Regions from separate parts of the Mus musculus genome. Here region 2 is linked to region 1. The links are chromatin contacts, called in public Hi-C maps. All regions are on one chromosome and are shown on one strand. Each heading gives the region's core, a stretch centred on a gene start, on an enhancer-like site or on the middle of the called end of the contact. The rest is flanking DNA. Distances are from core to core; before and after follow the strand shown.

The links. Hi-C and Micro-C count contacts between places; a contact is called where the count stands out from the background.
Region 2: a contact with region 1 is called in a Hi-C map of the G1E-ER4 cell line, with 3 times the contacts expected there. The contact joins two enhancer-like sites. A contact is called at or near these places in 2 of 484 Hi-C or Micro-C datasets (the G1E-ER4 cell line and embryonic stem cells).

The regions. Positions count from the first base shown.
Region 1 is chr3:79,477,186-79,480,133 of GRCm38.p6, reverse strand. Fnip2 (folliculin interacting protein 2) reads left to right here. Exons shown (of 17, transcript NM_001162999.2): 14 at 491-647. Among named protein-coding and RNA genes, the nearest start is that of Gm36442, 33 kb to the left of the region's middle. Within about 2 kb of position 1,428, at least 9 of the 459 cell types and tissues checked have an H3K27ac peak or open chromatin away from gene starts, as enhancers often do. A contact at or near this core is called in the G1E-ER4 cell line, where this site is marked.
Region 2 is chr3:79,810,606-79,813,553 of GRCm38.p6, reverse strand. It overlaps Tmem144 (transmembrane protein 144), which reads left to right. Exons shown (of 12, transcript NM_001379543.1): 12 at 1-990. Among named protein-coding and RNA genes, the nearest start is that of Gm26420, 23 kb to the left of the region's middle. Within about 2 kb of position 1,498, at least 8 of the 459 cell types and tissues checked have an H3K27ac peak or open chromatin away from gene starts, as enhancers often do. A contact at or near this core is called in the G1E-ER4 cell line, where this site is marked.

The DNA of each region.
Region 1 (2,948 bases), core at 179-2,678:
AGTTGCAATTAAAAGATTCCTTCTATTCTTCTTCATTGTGGTGGGCACTACTTTCTGCAGATAGGTTGGATTCATAAAGCCATACTGGCACTATGATCCCCAGCCTCACTCTTATCCCTCTGACAGAGGCCTTCTGTTACACGTTCAGTATGATATATAAGAGCAGGTTCCTAAGTTCTTTAGACAAGTCTCACTATGTAGCCTTAAACTGAGGACAGGCACCTCCACATCTAGCTTAAGAATGAAGTTTTAACTAGCCATGGAAATAGTATATTTTTTTAGGATTCCATTTTAATAAAAATTACCTCCTTTTCTCCCAACCCCCCTGTTTTCTCATACTTATAGTCTTTTTACTAGAGGACCCTGATTTGAACTACAGGAAAACTATTTTCTTGTATCATTGGAGGTTTTGTTTCCACTGTAATATGAAAAGTGTGTCCTTTCTTTTTTTTTTTTAGCTATGTGTTTAATATTTCAAATGTTGTTCTAGGTCTCAGAGCACCAGCAAGGCAAATGTTAGAAATTTTGGCCGCTCACTTCTGGCAGGTTACTGTGCCACGTACATGCCTGATCTGGTGCTGCATGGAACCAGCAGCGATGAGAAGCTGAAGCAGTGCCTGGCAGCTGATCTGGTCCACACGGTGCACGTAAGTGACCAGCTTAGAGCCACACGATGGCCAGCAGCAGGCTCTTGATCTTACACTGAAAGCATCTGCATAAAGGATTGCTTGTAAGGACATAGAGCGGCATGCCAGCCAATGAGGTGGAACTAAGGGTCTGGGGACTCTGTAAGCATAGCTGGGCCAGACTCAGCAAAGGAAAAGCAGGTAATGGCAGAGCTGCAGAGTCCTGGAGCAGGAACAGAGACTGCCTGTCTGGGGACAGTGAGGAAGGTGGAGCATCTGGCCTCCAGTTCTCCCCTCCATCCTCCAGTTTCTCCTGCAAGAGGCCAGAGAGCAAGGGCACAGCAAAGGTAGAGACCTGCGATTTTCTATAGAGGTCAGCCTCCTGGAGCCAGAACAGCACGGGCAGAGTAGTCAAGTGGGGGTGAATGGCTGTGGGCTGGCCTGGCAACACAAATTGACAGATGGTGAGTGACAGTTATATGCCTTCAGAAGGAAGACCGCAGAGATGTTGGGTATGGCTTGCTTCTTATCCAAACCTTGCAAGTTTGTAAAGGCAATTACTTTAACTGATTTGTCACTGAGCTCACTCTGATAGCCGGGTGGAGATGGCTGTAGAAAGATTTACAGGTATTCCTGGAAAATCGCCTGTAGCTACTGCCAAGTGCTTTTCTGTTGTCTCCAGCATGACAGGAGCTGAACACTTAGAGAGACCGTGTCATTCTGATGGACCTGTTTTTAACTGTGCTGCCGCTGGGCAGATGTGCGAGCGTGGCTGTTTTGCAATTAGAAACATACGCTATCTTGTGCAATAAGGAGAATCCTGTTAATTTCCTCATTAAGATTGTTGGAGCCTGGCTTTCTTATCTCCTCATTGCACACTTTTTGTTTGTTAAGGGGAAGGGTTTTTGCAAAGTAGAAAAGAAGACATTGTAGGTTATCTTTGACCTTGAGCATCTGCCCAGATATGAAGCAGACACAGGCTAAGCAGGCTAAGGATGCTTGTATGAAGTAAGACGAAGGGCTCCGGTGGGAAGTAGAGATCAGTATCCTGCACGCCATAGAGGTAAATAGCTGTAGAGGAAGTTCCTAGGGTCTGGGCAGGGCCCACCCAGCACACATGTGCTTACCCAAATATGCCTAGTCCTCCACACTTTGTGATCGACAGTCCTGGAGTCAAACTGAAGTTTCTGTTACCTACAAATTACTCGAACTTCCCTTCATTCTTAACACAGATACCACACACTTGCTTTTAACATTTCAGAGGTTGGGTCATCTATCCATCCCATAGTATAAGCACAGGGCCCTCCTTGTGTGATATCACCTTCCTGCACTGTCCTAAGTGTGACTGTCCTTTGTTTAGTGTGTGTTGGGACATGATAGGACCCTGTTTTATGTTGTCATCTCCTGCCTATATCCATATATGCAGAGCCCTTGGGTGTTGGCTTTCTGTGGTGCTGTTGGTTTGATTCCTGTGGATGTCGGTTTTGCCCCTTGCACCTTTACCAAGCCAGAGAGCTGCTGCTGACAGAGGCTCCCAAGGCTGTAGGAGCCAGCGGGGTTGTCCTCAGTGACAGTGAGCTCACGAGCGGCTGCTCATTTTTTCGGAAGTGCCCAGATTCAGTCACTAACCGCCATGGAAAAACAATCTCCTGGTTGATAACCACCTCCAAATGATCTGTGACACAACTCATGACATTTTGTCATTTTTAAAAATGGGTCATCAATTCTGCTTTCTGAATATTCAATTTTCATTGTGACATCTAGCTCTGCAGTTCTTGTGTTTGAGAAAATAGCCATGCCTTCATGGTCATTCCTCTTAGAGCTTTTCCATTTTCATTTTCTCCCTTTTAAAAACAGCATTTTTACATTGTAGGAGCTCTCATTTTTTTATATAGTCATCTTGAGAGGTTAAATTTTATTAGGCATACTAATTTATTTTGTGTGGTATGAGTGCTTACAAAATGCAGTCATGTGCATAGTGCTATAGGAAATTGTAAAGGACTCATAAAAATATCTTCAAGTTTTAATAATTTCATATGTTCAGATAACATTAGTAGATTTCCAATTTCATTTAACAAACTCATCATCACGAGTTCTGCGTTTGTTTGTTTGTTTGTTTGTTTGAGACAGACTCTCGCTGTGTAGCCTCAGGCTCTGAGCAGTCCACCAGCACCTGCCTCCCAAGCCCTGGGATTCGAGTGGGGCGCCATCAAGGTGGTCCTGAGTTTTGATTTTGAAGCGGAGTTTCATGTAGACTGCCTCTCTAGCTCACACTCTGGTCTGTAACAGTGTTGTTCTGTTTTTACTTTAAAAGGCACTCAA
Region 2 (2,948 bases), core at 249-2,748, 330 kb before region 1:
TTTTTTGGCCAAAAATTATTACTTTAATACTACTCCGCTCTTTATCTTGCCTGACCTTCTTAGCTCAAAATGTTTGATAATTATTCCAGATAAAACGGATCCTCAGAGAGCAGGTCACCACCACTCCTATGTACGTGTGATATAATGTATACATTCACAAGCACACATACGTGTGTGCATGGTTTCAGATTTGGACACATTCTAGAGTTGCTGAAATAGCAGTTTTAGTTCATCACGTTCAACTTAAAGGAAGCCGACTTGTTTGACTGCACAACTAATTTTTTCCTCCTTAAACACAGTTACTTAAAAGATCATTTTAACTGGAAGTGTTTCTTTTGACCCTATTTTAACTGATTTCCAGGAGACAAAAGAAGGTAGCATATATATTGATTTGATTCTTTAAGGGAAAAAAAAAAAAACACAGGCACATTGCTCACAATCATGCTCTCTGCACCCTTAATAGAATAATGGTGTTTGGCTGTGCCTTTCACCCATTCTCTCCTGATATTGCAGTACTTTGTTGTGCCAGAGCAACAGAATAGCATCCTGCACCTGCCTCGGCTTAAACCTCAGATGCTCCGTCTGAGTTGTGCAGCTTTGGACCTGAGAGCTCTCTCGGCATGGCAGGCTTCCTGGGAAGGAGGGCTAGCGATAGCATGTGCCTTGAATTCTGTTGTCCAAATGTCTCCTTGCCTGACAAACACTCTAAACTTCTTTGCTATTGTTACTACATGTTAATCAAGGGGAAACAACGTTTACAGGTAGGAAAAACTTACAACTTATAAAAACTACTGGACTTACCACCCTCAGCCCAATTGAACTTTGTCTTGCCAAATCAGAAACATCCCTGGAGTCCCTTCTAATCATTGAATTGCTCACACAAATAATGTTTGATATTAACAATGTCTTTTTTCTATTTCAGTTTTTACTTGAAATGTCATTAAATTGTGATGGTATGGCAATTTCTGAATAAACATGACAGAAAAACTATTTCTTTTCTTCTTTAGATATATATTTAGAATTTCATGGTGGGCAGCCTTTATTCTTTGTGAGGTGGCCAATTTTAAATGGGAAGTAAGGAAATTACAGAGAAAAAAAAACAGTAAAAGAAAATAAAGAGCCCTTAATTCCACCCCAAGCAATCCAAGCAATGCCTACAATGTTAATAAAAGTATTGTGGGAGAAACAAGCTTTTCCAAAATGGTTACCAAACAATTTACTGTTCATGGTTACGTTATAGGGACAGATCTGAGTCCTAGCACACTCAATGGCATTTGCTGGGTTCCTTATCTTTTGATACAGGGCCATGTGGTTATTAGGAAAGGGGAGACACTCTCTTCAGGCTGATGAGCTGAGGGGAAGGCTCAAACAGTGCTGGCTAGAAGCTGCAGGACCCTTTCTAATCAAGGACGTAGCTCCACAGTTGTAGGCAGCCTAGTGAGGAAGGGCTTCCAGTCCTCTCTGTCCTGGTTTCTGTGGGTTCATCTTGATGTAGGTTTTAGGGTCTGTCTGTCTGTCTGTTTTTGCCTCTCCCCTCCTGCAGTTTTGTAATCTCCCCTCTGTCCACTCATCCTCAGAGGTGAGGGTTTGAGGTTTTCATTCCCCTTGTGTGGTAAACAGAGTCTGCTGTTTTGATCTTTTCAAGTTGTGCTTTCTACTGAACCTTAATGAAAATGGCAGCCACGTTTGTACCAGAGAGTTCCTGCCCCCTTGTGTCCAGAGGCAAAACTGCATAAAGTGAAAGGAGCCACCCCGTAAGGCTGATCTTCACACTGTGGGACATGCAGAACAGAAAATAAAGAATCTAGGGCTTAGCAATATAGCGTTTCCTTTGAGCTACCAATGGGCCTTTATTCCTGACTTACTTCATTTAGTGTAACTGGCTATTATACCTGTTGGTGCTAAAAGTCACATGGAGTTGAAAAAAGTAAGCTGTACAACCTTGTGTATAGTTTGATACACTTGAAGAAAATTGCTAGTGATCAAAGTGACCCACATGTATATTTATATAAAACATTAAAAACCAATGTTCACCAGGTGGTGGGGGTGCACCTCTTTAATCCCAGCACTTGGGAGGTAGAAGCAGGCAGATCTCTCTGTTCTGCAGAGCAAGTTCTAGGACAACCAGGGATATACAGAGAAACCCTGCCTCAAAAAACAAAACAAAACAAAAAAACAAATAAACAAAAACAATGTGTCAGACTTATCGAGATGGCTTTTGGGACCTCGAAGGAGATTGGCATGTTAATGTTGGGGGAGAGAAAAGCTGTTTGCATCAAGCAGTCATGAAAACATACTCAGGGTTTGTTATAGATGACACATTTTCAGCATCTTTTGACACATTTATAATTTTTAAAAGAACTGGAGCAGGAGAGACCAGGACTTCTCTTGAGTATAGACAATGAAGTTCAGTCTTTGGGTTGAAAATAAGCAAAGAGGAAAACAGCTCTGGGTGTCCTAGCAGCGTAAGTCCGTCGCGTGCAAGGTTACTGTGAACATTCTCAGAACTCTAAAGTGACCGAGGGGCGGGTGTGAACAGTCAGCCCACTTACACTCCTGCTACATCTCCAGCACATCTCATTTAAATCTAGCGCATGGGCAGTTACAGCTCTCTGTAAGAACCCTTGGACAAGGCAGAACACTGGGAAGATCTCCTTTTCCAGATGGGTGCTTGTTTTCCTGAGTCTGTTTCTGTGCTCCTTCCAACCTTCGAGTTCCACCCAGACCGTGCCTGCCATGCTTTCAAATACTGCAGACTCAGGAATGCATTTGAAATCCGCCTTTTCATCAGCACTGTATCTATCACAGATAAGGGAACTCCCCTATCGCCAGCACCACAGGCTTCGGTCTTCAAGCCCTTCTTAACCCTCCCTAAGTACATGAGCATCCTGATTTTACCAGACAGAATTTCTATGTACCTTGTAGTTTCCCCTCACTGATGTAAATAG